Regions from separate parts of the Neogale vison genome. Here region 1 is linked to region 2. The links are chromatin contacts, called in public Hi-C maps. All regions are on one chromosome and are shown on one strand. The core of a region is the stretch at or near the end of the contact, and the rest is flanking DNA. Distances in the headings are between cores, read along the strand shown. Region 1 holds the start of MAML3 (mastermind-like protein 3). Region 2 has its middle 77 kb from the start of SCOC.

Region 1 (6,145 bases), core at 2,250-4,749, 83 kb after region 2:
CTCTTGCTAGACAGTTGATGGCACACCCAATAATGCTAGTAATTTAGGACCACCAGGACCCTCTCCGTGGGCTTATATAAAGGCATGCTTACCTTTAGATGGGCAGCAGAGTACTGTCTCATGGCACAAAAGAGTGGTAACAAAGAGTTCTATTGATCCACATCAAGAGGGAAGCAGAAGTGGCACATATACTGGAGTTTCTACACAAGGACCTCTTCTTCGACATGGAGCCACTGGACCCTAACAGATGGACATGGGAGGATGATGCAGAACTGGCCTAAAGAAAAGGGAATCTGGTTCGACTCCTTAGAACTGCCAACTGTGGCTCAGGGCCAGTGCCTCAGGACAACCTGGTACAGGTATTTATTCATCATGTCCTTTTTGGTATCCAGAGAGATATCATCAAAGTCTGGGGAGGCAGCCACATCATTTCTTTCTCATCATTGCTATGGCATCTCAGATTTCTTTGCTATTCTGGACCAACAGCACTGATGAGGTGTCCGTAGCTCCCATCTGGAAGTTTTGCTTCCTAGCAGGCACAAAGAGAAGAAAAAGACGGTCATGCTATCAGAGTGTGTGCTAGGGAGAAGGGACAAAAATGGCTTCCCCAGAACTTGGACTTCTCTTGACTTTCAAGGAGTTCTATAGGATGGTGGGGATCAACAAACCTTGTGGCAGTATGTCACGGGAGTCTAGAAGTAACCAGTATGAAAGCTTCTGTTTCTTCTAAGGTCACTGGAGCAGATTAAGATCTCTAATTCAGCATGACTTGACTATGTTGCTCAAGACCCAAGTCTCGTTCACTTCCTGTTTCTTTCTTCTAATCAGCCAGCACAATTAGGATGGGGTTTCTGGCCTCAAAGATGTCACAGTGGAATACTGCACAGGTCGTTTTCCTCAAAGACTCTTCCCCCATTGTCCATGACGCCACTTCACCGTCCTCTCTGTCCCTATGTTTCAGTCTTGGAGCTTGTGGCTGCCATTCCCACCATCTTGATAAGATGGCAGATGGGTGCCTCTGTCTGGGTATGTGTGTATGTTAGTGTGTGTACATACACCCATGAGGAGTCAACCTTTCTTTTTTGTATAGTCCACTCATGCACTAAACTGAAGCAGCAAACTATGCTGTAGTTGTGCAAAAATAGCTCCATTTGTCATTGGGGAGCTCTGGGCTAAAGCCACAAAGTGTACTCCTCCACCTGTTGGTCTCCCAAAGGGAAGGATGCAAATTCTTGTGTATTTTTGGTTTCCCTTCATGATGGGAGAGGTAAACAGCTTGATAGGAATGCATATTTGCTGTTACTATTGTCATTTTTTTTCCAGAATTGACAAATTCTCAATGAAAAAATAAATGCTGAGTCACAGGAAATAGCTAGCATTAGAACTCGGGTTTCAGAACTGAAGACCCAGTACTAAAGACCCTCAAACTTTTTGCCTCTACTAGTCTTCTATGGGTGATGTACATGCCTGGTGGGGGAAGGAATAAGAATTAAAGTGTGGTGAAGAGAGAAGAGAGTGAATGCAGAGTCATAGCTTCCTCTCTGCAATGAAGCTATGTATTTCCCAAATTAATAGACACATTATTTAGTTAATATGTAAATAAGACAAAGCCTGTTTTGTGATGTCATTTTCTTAATAATTTTCTCTGTGTTTTTAGAATCTGAACTTTTTGCTATAGAACTAATTCAGTTAAACTTTCTAACAGACTTGAAGGAAGGGCCGTTATGATACAGAAAGTTCTATGTCAACTAAGTAGCCCTCTGAGATAGTACGGCAGCCTCAACGAAACATACTCTCACATTGGTTTCACTCCTTAAAGGTAATCTCACACCACACCAATCAATATTTTGCTGCCCATTTTACCATATAAACCAGTGGATGTTACAGATATAGTTTACCATATAGGCCTGATTAATTGAAGAAAAATATAGCTTCTTATTGCTGACATTATGAGGTTAGAAATAGCATCCTATGCTAATCTGCAATGCCAAGAAATGAAGATGGTTTAAATCAGATCTCATGACTAATGCATGAGATCCAAAGTTCTTTTATTCCTGGCTATTTTAGAAAACTGGGGTGTATTTTTACCCTAAAAACTAATTCTATAAGATTTATTGAGATAATACAAAGTGCCTTATTATTAATAGCCCACAATCAAGATTTTGAACTACTGATGATCACAGAAATCCCGTTTCTCCATTTAAATTTCTTAAAAAATTATGTATATGCAATTAAGTCCAGGCTCAAGGATATTATATTTGACCCTTAGTTTTGTTTTGTTTTTGATATTCAATATCTGGAAAGATAAAGGAAAGTTTAGATTGCTTTCTGTGGTAGTTATCCCATTTTAATTGTACTTATTGTGCATTTGCTTAAGCAGAAAGAAATATATCTAGCAATAAAGTAAGCCTGTTATTTTTGCTTGTTTTTGTTTTGGTCATGACAAACTGTGAAATGCTGTGTTTTTCCTATAGTTCTAGTCCATGAAATCTGCAATCTTTCCACTTGATTTACGAAGGACCCTTAATTACTGCTGTCATTAGCACCTAGTGTTCAAAACAGTCTGTTAAAATGTACTGTTAGTCTCACCTCCAAGTCCCTGCTTGCTTTATTTTAATTTTTTCCAAGGGTAAGTAAAACAATAATTGCCTTAATAACAACAATCATGTACAGTGAATTAAATAAAATTCCTAGTTTTTTGGTGCCTATTTCTTTTTGTTCAGAATTCGGCATCTGTGTGTTAAGACTGGCTTAGAGTTTGAACAAGTGTCCATAAGCAGGGTTATTACTAGCAAAGACTTACTACCTGGGTTCTAAAAACGATTCACTCATTTGTCTTTTTCTTTCCACATGGGTAGGGATGAGAGACAACTGCTGTGAAGCTTCAATGTTTCTGCCTGGTCATGCACAGTTCTGCAATATAATGCATAAATGTATAACAACAACTTGGGCTTGCATGATGCCTCCTTGGAATAAGGAAATCTAGCCAGGCGCGTTCACGCGGCCATCTTCGCGCGCGCGCGCGCGCACACACACACACACACACACACACGCTCTCTGACACAGACACGCACAGACACAGGCGCGCGCGCGCGTACACACACACACACACACACAGGTCAAAAGTTGATTCATTCCCGAGATCCCCCAGAATCTTTTCTTTTTCTCTTTTCTGGCAGCTCGGCTTCCTGTCAGGGTAGTAGTGAGGTTGGGGGCGTGGAGGGGCGGGGAGGGCGAGGCGAGGGAGGCGGGAGCCCGGTGCCGGTGCGTGCCGCGCCCGCTCCTGCCGGGTGAGAGTCCGGGCCGGGTTTTGCGCCGGGTCCCCCGGCTTGTCTCACGGCCTCCAGCCGCCGCCGCTGCCGTGTTTACTGAGCTCGCGCGTCCTGATATCACTCCGCTGGCATGGAGGAGGAGGAGGAGGTGGAGGAGCGAGAGGAGGAGGAGGAGGCGGCGGTGGCGGCGGCGGCGGCGGCGGCGGCGGCGGCGGCGGCGAGCAGTTGATCATTGTGATGGTGGCAGGAGCAGCGGCGGCAGCGGCAGCCCAGCCGAGCGTTAGGGGCTGCTCTCCGCGCGGCGTTTTGCAAAGGACTTCACCGATCTACTTTTGCAGTCGCCTCGGACTGTCCATGTGTTTACTTCCCCCAGCCCGAGGATTCGATATCTAGGTTCCTGTGAAATGCAACTGAGCAGCCAAAGTACTTTGAGAACACGGGGCGGCATAAACACCAAAACTTTTTTGTGGAAGGAAAATGCAATAAGCAAGCTTGCCGTTTTCCGATGCGGTGTGGAGTGAGTGTGTGTCGCGCGTGTCCGCACTGGAGGCATATGCTTGTGTGTGTACATGGGGTGTATTTTTCGGTACGTAGGGAGAAAATGCTTGCCAACCACCGGAAATCTCCTGGAATTTATTAGAAAATAATGGATTATAAAAAGAAGGCAGGAGAGGAGCGGATCTCCCCTTGAGTTGCAACCCGATTTGCTGCTGGCTCAGTTTGTTGTGATTCTTTTTGTTGATAGGTGTCTGATGGTATTCTGATAACACCCCCCTTTTTTCCCCTCGAGCTTTACAGTTTAAAAAAAGGAAACAAAAAACCCACCCCAAAATCTCTCCCCCCCCCTTTTTTTTCGCCCCGTCGGGATCGCTGTTTCCATCCATGTGCTTGCGTCTCCCCCGCGTTCCACTTAAACTATTTTAATTCTTGGACCCAAGGAGGAGGCTGATAGGGGGGTGGATAAAAAAAAGTTCTTCCAAAATAGTGTGCCCGGGGAGCAGGATGGGGGATTTCGCAGCCCCCGCTGCTGCCGCGAATGGCAGTAGTATTTGCATCAACAGTAGCCTGAACAGCAGCCTCGGCGGGGCCGGGATCGGTGTGAATAATACTCCCAATAGTACTCCCGCTGCTCCGAGTAGCAATCACCCCGCTGCCGGCTGCGGCGGCGGCGGCTCCGGGGGCCCCGGCGGCGGCTCGGCGGCCGTCCCCAAGCACAGCACCGTGGTGGAGCGGCTCCGCCAGCGCATCGAGGGCTGCCGGCGGCACCACGTCAACTGCGAGAACAGGTATCAGCAGGCTCAGGTGGAGCAGCTGGAGCTGGAGCGCCGGGACACCGTGAGCCTCTACCAGCGGACTCTGGAGCAGAGGGCCAAGAAATCGGGCGCCGGCACGGGCAAGCAGCAGCACCAGAGCAAACCCCAGCAAGATGCGGAGGCTGCCTCGGCGGAGCAGAGGAACCACACGCTGATCATGGTGAGGGCGCACTGGCAGCAGGCGTGGGGCGCGCGCGTGGGGGGGGCGTGGAGCTTCTTACATGGGGGGAAACGGGTGTCTGATTTAGACGGTGGCGAGATGGGCTGAAACCGAAGGGTTAACATGAACTTTTCTGAGGGAAAAGCTGCCGTCGTCGCTACCTGTTAATCTGTCAGGGTTGTCAGATTTGGGGAAGAGGGGGCGAGAGGGGAGAAGCCAGTCACGACTGCGAGGGGCGGAGGGAGCCTGGGGGAGCGTCGGAGTGAGGCACTGGAAAAGTTTCCCCCCCTCTCCCTTTCTCAGATATGGATTTGAGAGTGAACCCAGAGTTGAAACCTCGCTCCTCCTCTTCACGACTCCCCACCCCACCCCTCGCGGTGCAGCTTCGCCTTCCCAGACCCGTCCCCCTTTGCCCACCCCTCTCAGCACATCCGCAGGGTGCAGGGAGAAATTGATGCTTGTCGCAGATTCTGGGCGGGCACCAGGCCCTCAATCTCTGGGGGGAGGTGGGGGGGAAGGGAGAGGCTCTCGCCTCCTCTCCCTAGCTCACCCCCTTTGGGCTGAGAAAGTCTGAGAGTTTTGTGAATGAACTTTGAAGTGAGTGAGAAGCGGGCGAGGGTGGCTGCGCGCGCGCGCGTTCCTGGGTGCGCGCGCGGATGCGGGGCGCGGGTGCGCGCTCTCGCCGCTGGAGCCCAGAGACTGGTCGGCAGGTGGAGCGGCCGGGAGGGTACGGGGTGGGGGTGCGGGGAGGGGAAGCCGCCCGGCGCGTGTAGTAGGGGAGAGCTACACCCCCGGCGTGCGCCCAGGGTCCAGACCACGCAGCCCTGTTGGGTATTCCTCCTTCTTCTAAACTTGCTTGCACCGAGCCTGCTTCCACCTCCACCCCGCTCCCCACTAACTTTCCAAGCCAGTCTAATAAGCCCGGAGGAGTGGAAGGTAGCAGTCAGACGAAAGAGGCTTAAATGGCTGGGTGGGTGGGTTCGAGGTAGATGAGCAGCCAATGGCTTAACTTCACGGAGAGGAAGGGGCAGTTCCCACCCCCTAACCCTGAGGGTAGAATCCTTTCTCTTATCTCCTCTCTCCGGTTCTTTTGCTTTCCTTTCTGGGGTCGGGGAGGGGTGGGGGGAGGCCGGAAGCTTGGGAAAGGTGTCTGCGGCCCCTTCCCCCACCGCGCCGCCGGGTTTAGGGCTGCGCGTGTGTGCCGGGTGGGCCGGGCTGTGGGAATCCAGGAGCGCAGCACGGCGCGCGGGCTCTCGTTCCCTTTGCGGGCTGCCCCTCGATCGCGGCGCAAGGCCCGGCGCGGGCGGTCCCCTCAGCATATGCGGTTTATAAATCGCGCACACCCGGGGTCTGGTAGTCCTCGGCGCCGCGGGTGGTGCGGGTGCCGCCGCGGGCTTTAG
Region 2 (5,996 bases), core at 1,101-3,600:
GGCAGAAGAGAAGCATCTGCAGGGCCAAAGTGCTTGGCGGAGGGTGGGAAGAGCCTCTCCCACCTGCAACAGACCCCTGCTGTGTGGTGGGCGTGGCAGCCTGACAGGGAGAGCCTCGTCACCAGCTACAGGGGGAGAAGGAGCCGTCACTAGTGGAAAGGTGAGGTTGACTGTATGAGGACTTCGTTGCTGCCTGAGACTCAGGTTTCCACGAGCTCATCAGCAATTCTGCCGGGGAATGTTCCCTGCCTGGGGAACCGGAAGGCGAAGTGGGGACTCATGACAGCACAGCCAGAGGTACAAAATGGCAACGGCACGCGGATGCTTCTGGCAACTATAGGGTCCTGCAGAGCAGAAAGCTGTCACGTGACAGCAGGAGGGTAGAAATGGTCATGATGATGATGCTGACAAATACTTAGTATTATGTGCCAGGCACTGTACTAAGCTCTTTACACATTCTGTTGCTTTAAATCCTCATAATAAACTTAAGAGGCACTGTTATTATCCCCAAATGAGGAGACAAGCTCAGAGAGGTTAAATAGCTTGTTTATATTTATAGCCTGCTCTCCTCAACACTGCCAGATACCTCAGGGGCCTCTCTCCCATTTTGTTTGTTTTTTGGGTTTTTTTGGTCTGAAAAAGACACTCAGGGGAAGAACAGAGGCACATAACCGACTCTCCTGCAGGTTACAGGCCTCTCCCGTAAGTGTGTTCACTCACAGAGGCCTTGAACAAAGCCCATGCACAGCTACGTGAAAATCTTGTCTTCCAGATGACATCCCGGTGCAGGCGAAGGGAAAAAATAAATTTGCTAAGCTTTCGATGTAGCCGTTGTCCCCATCAGAAGCAAGAGCATCTCTGTAATGATGAAAAGCACTATAATTTTAACCTTGTTATTGGACTAAGCACAATTTACGCTAGTGATAGAAGAAAAAGAAAAGATTTATGAGATGTAAGATAGAAAGATAAACTCTTGTCCCTTAGCGGCTATTAGAAACATTGCCCAAATACCATAAATGTGTGAAAGATGACATGATTATTTTTGCATTTCCACTGGGCATTTCCTATATTGCAAGAATTTACAAGGACAGAAGTCCCCAGTACAGATGGTAGAGCTGGAGGGGAAGGCAGTAGAGTCAACAGCCACATGCCCAGCTCCTCCTCTGAGATGGAGTCCCCAGAGGCCAAGCCCCAGGCGGGCCCGGCTGTGTAAGGCAGGTGGCTTTAGGCATGGAGAGTACACTCAAGCTGCCTAAGGTACAACACCTGCCAGCACCCTCTTTCAGTCCCACCTCTAAACACCTGCAATTAAACAATTTTGGTGGCAATACCCTGACCCGTGTTTCGTCCAGATTTGGTGTCAGATTCTGGTCCTCACCCAGATCTGGAACATGAGACAGTGCCCAGGGCAGTGAAGGAGGCACGAGGAGAACAAGCTGATGTTCATCTCCTTGCCTCACAAAGCCCGTAAACAGAAACTTCCAAGAAGTTAGGGCCGCCAACCTTGCCCCAAGTAGCCACGGAAGGTTTCCTTTTAGAAGAGAAAGGAAATAGATACCGGAATGTGGTTTAACTGAAACCAGCTTGAAATCAGCCTTGCAGCTGGCCAGCCTGGACGGGTTATCCTCGAAGGGCATCATCGACACTAACATCTGAAGGCCTGCTCGTAAGAAGCTAGTCGTGACCTGGGCTGCTGAGTCAGGTCCATGATGGGGGCTGGGTGGAGCCTGCGGTTAAATTAGGTAATGGGTCTCTTGGCTATCTTCAAGAGCAGAAAGTAAATTTAGACGTTGACCTCTGGAGAAACTTAATAGCAGGCTTGGTTTAGGAAGATAGGACAACAACTAGTAGGGAAATTGGGGCTCCAAGCTTTACTCATCTTGAGTGGCTTCCATCATGTGTTTCTTCAGCATAGGGCTGTGAACTGCATGGGTCTGCAACACAGAAACCCGCTCACTGCTTTGGGTTTCCCCTTCCACAAAGTGGGCGTCATTTCAATCAATCCCTCTCTCTCCAACAGAGATATTAAGAGGGTGAGTTACCAAACACCCGCCAATCGCTTGAGGTGTCCTCCAGAGAGGTGCTCCATAGGTAGGTGATATGGAAATCGTCCTGTCAAGCAGCAACGTGAAGGCCTTACGTGGGTGGAAAGGAGGGCTGCGTGCACGAGGTCCCGGAGGGAAGCGTGGTGACTGCTGTAGGTAATCGGGAGTACTTGAGATGCTGTCTTCCATATTTAAATGTAGGCTGCAAATGGAAAAACAGGTTTTACAACTCTAAATGCACTTTCTACTACACAGAATGGTGACTGGAGCAAAAGCAAAAATAGCTGCTCACACCATACTCTGAGAAAATCTAAATCTGAAAATGATCATTTTTATTTGCATGCTACCAAATAAGGACATGGGGAAGCAATGAGTCACCAGTGTTCCAGCACGCCCCAGACTCCAACATGCTGGGAGGGTGTTCTTTAAAATGAGATTTGGACATTCTAAAATTTACATGAAGCTTCCCCTGCCCCCTCCCCCCACCATGTAACTGTAAGTTCTGAAAAATGGGCCGAATCACAACTTGGCGGAACAGTTAGGCTGCTGCTCCAATGAACGAGTTCCATACTTGGAGAACCTGGGATATATGGGAATAACACTTCACATCTGAAGGGTACCTTAGACTTTTAAAAGTTCTTCCACCTACATCATCTCATTTGATCACATTTGATTCTCACAAAATCCTCGAGGCAAGGTGTTTGTAAGTGTGTGGTTGTCATATTAAAATATCATTAAACCGTGGGGCTTTTTGTAGAGACAGGATGAATTGCTGCTGCCAGAGAGGGAAAAAAGGAACAAACAAATGAAAACGAGGGGATTTAGAGATCTAAGCTCCCTGTTAACATTTCCCGTGGCCCCTGTACAAACCCAAGTTCTTAAAGTGCCAGAACCCAGCAGAAAGGTTGAGGAACTGCTTGCAAGCCAAGTGTGTTTTCTTTTTCTCTGTGCTTTCAGAAGACAGCTTAAAGAGAGTTAGGGAATGTTCTGGCCTTTTGTTTTGAAACTTCCTCTGCTTGTTGTCTCCTTGACTGCAGACTGTGAGATTGGTCTATTTGCTTTAAACAGACTGAACAACCTTTAAAATAAGCAGACTTCTATGACGGGCTGCCTTATTTTGGATGTGCAAAGATGTTTACTGAGCTTCTCATCTAAGACTCGATTCTTCTCTCAGCGTGACACAGTTAAGGGTTTAAAGGGGAGCGCCGTCTGTTGTAGCATGTTTTAGAAGGTGCCAGAAGAAAAATGCCTCTGTTCTACAGCATGATCAGCTGTCTGCAACTCCCCAAGGATTTTTCGTGAACCTTAGAAGGAAATCTGTATTATTCAGGCTCCCAAGGGCAAACCACTCTTGCCAAGAGACCTGAGCAGTTTTCAAAGATGGAAAACCTTTCTTGTGTTCCCAGTAACCAGCTTAGCCTCGAGTCAGGGTTGGGGGCTCAAGACCTTCATGAAACCCAGGAAAAGCATTTTCTGGAGACTTTTGGATGATTACCATAGGTTTTACATATTAACTCACAGCAAAATAATGAAATAAACAAATGAAAAGGATATCCACATTGCCCCCCTTCTTCATCAGACAGAGAGAAAGGGGTAAACAGGGGGGACTTCTATCCATCCCCCCACAACCACCCCAACTTATCACCCATCTTTGTGGAGCACAGCTCACTGTGTGGAGGCTTGCCCCCCACCCCACTCCAGGAAAAGAGGCCATGAGGGTGAGCAAGTCAGGGAGTGTTGGGCATCAGGACATCAAACAGTAGATCATAATAGAAACCAGAGTTCAGGACACAAGGGGTCTGATCCTGCCTCCATCTCGAATTACTTGCGTGACTTTGGTCAAGGCATCTCTCTGTCGTTCATCTGTAAAACCAGAGGTGGGACTAAGTGTTCCCCAAGCTTCCTAATAGCTCCTAAAAATTAGGATTGTCTTGGTAAGGACCGTGTGAAGAGGTTGTGAGGCAAAGTGTGATTATCCCTCTTAGCTGTAAAAGAACAGACTTGGGAGGTGGTGTGAAAATCACCCACAAGAAAGCCTTGTGATGGGTTGGAAAACCATACAGAAACACAGAATTGCGTGCGGTGTATACCATGCATGAGATCTATGAGGCTATATAAAATGAGACTCGGGTAAGAAAGCCCACATCTTAAAGCAGAAAAGTCAGGGGTTTGAACTGAAGCTGTGCCCTATTCCTTTCTACAATCTCGCCGCATGATAATGTAGCACCTTGTGCACACAATTAAATGTCAGCCACAGAAAACATTTCCCTTGGCTTTGTTGTTCCAGAACGGGATTCTTTTGTCCTCAATATAATGGATATGCAGAAACAATGATAGAACAGAGATTTTTTTCTAAAGCGATGACAAACACACTGCTGCTTCCTCCCTCCCTCCTTCCTCCTTATCCCCACCCCCCAAAATAAATCATTGTTCAAAAAAAAAATCCCATTGTCTATTGTCCACGGAGATCAAGATCTGCCTAGGAACAGCTCTGGTGGGCTCGCAGTGGCCCCCAGCAGCCGGTAGGTGGCGCACGAAGGCAGCGCAGGCGGGAACGAGGGGCTGATCCCGGCTTGGTGGGGAGACGGGAGCAGGGGGTCCCGCCGCCCCCACCCCCGCCCGCCCGCCGTCTTCCACCCCCTCCTCACGTGCTAATTGCTGGATACTCTACTGGGACTTGGGTTAGGGGGAAAGAAAGCGGGAATGGGAGGCGGGGAAGGGAGGTGGGGAATCGGGTTCCAAATACACAAAGGCTCCGGGGTCTCGCTGCCCGGGAGCGGGGCGCCCCTTCACTTCCCTCCCCCAGCCTCCCTCCGCGGCGGTGGCTGCCTCCAAAGGAGAGAACCGGCCACTGGGAGGAAAATGGTGATCTGGGTGCGGAGTCCCACGAGCCGCGGTGCCTCGGCTCGCCAGCGCCTGGACGCGTCCTTCCCCCGCTCAGCCGTCTCGGGCTTCGGAGCCCCAGCCCACCCCAAACGCTGTGCAGCCGGGCGCGGGGCTGCCCTCCGACTGGGGGCAGGACCTGCCGGCAGGGCCACGTCCCCACCAACAGGGTCTGGCCGAGCCCCGGAGCAGCAGGGTCCCCTGTGGGTGCCTGGCCCCGGTTGGCGCCATCAGCAGTCCTCCTTCCGAGAAGAGCCACCAGACCCTGCCCCTCCTGCGTCGGGGGCTGGCGCTGTCAGTTCGCGCGACGCTGAGCGGGCCACGCGGTCGTACGACCCCCAACCTCTGTCTAGTAGAACATGGTGTTAAGATTCCTGATGGCCCTAAAGTCAGAGGCCTGGGTTGAAACGTGAGCATTAACACCTGGGGCTTTGTGACCTTGGGGCTGTTCCTAAACTCCCTGAGCTTCCATCTCCCTAGCTATAAAATGCGGCAGTAATACTTACCTCATAGGAATGTTGTGAGGATTTTTTAAAAGTGGTACTTAACTTAGCAGGAGGCCTGGCTACAGTAACTATGATTATTAACAACCTGACTCTCCTTAGAGAGGGAGGAAGATGCACAGTTTGCTGCCCTTGAGACAGATCTGGAATCATTGTTGCCGAGACCTGAGAAGGGTTGGAGGAGGAGATCCAAGGGAACGTCTTCAGACTGGCCACCTCTAACAGAAGATGACATGGGTCTCCCTGCTGCCTTCAGCCCCAGGCCCTCCTCCTGCCCCTGAGGTTGGGCTGTGGCTGTTAGGTTCTTTTCCTCCTCTTCCCCGATATGCATTCTCACTGGTTTTATAGGCCCTCCTCCTTAGGAGAGTTCTGCTAGAACGCATTACGTGGGTTTCCCCAGTCAGACACACCCAGGTTGGAATCCTAGATCCCTCATTTGCTAGCTGGGAAATTGGGCAGGTTATTTAAGGTCCCTGAGCTTCAGTCTGCTACTTGATAAAAACGGTGGTCTGATTCTTACTTCGCATGGTTTCTGTGAAAACTAATGGAGATAGTGTATATAAAC

What was found. Hi-C and Micro-C count contacts between places; a contact is called where the count stands out from the background.
Region 1: a Hi-C map of muscle shows a contact between it and region 2, with 8 times the contacts expected there. The contact joins the promoter of MAML3 here to the enhancer-like site in region 2. A contact is called at or near these places in 2 of 3 Hi-C or Micro-C datasets (fibroblasts and muscle).

The regions. Positions count from the first base shown.
Region 1 is chr11:71,856,529-71,862,673 of ASM_NN_V1, forward strand. It overlaps MAML3 (mastermind-like protein 3), which reads left to right and starts at 3,500. Exons shown (of 5, transcript XM_044268051.1): 1 at 3,500-4,745. The coding sequence starts at 4,275.
Region 2 is chr11:71,774,646-71,780,641 of ASM_NN_V1, forward strand. No RefSeq gene overlaps it. Among named protein-coding and RNA genes, the nearest start is that of SCOC, 77 kb to the left of the region's middle. Within about 2 kb of position 2,351, the one cell type or tissue checked has open chromatin away from gene starts, as enhancers often do. A contact at or near this core is called in fibroblasts, where this site is marked.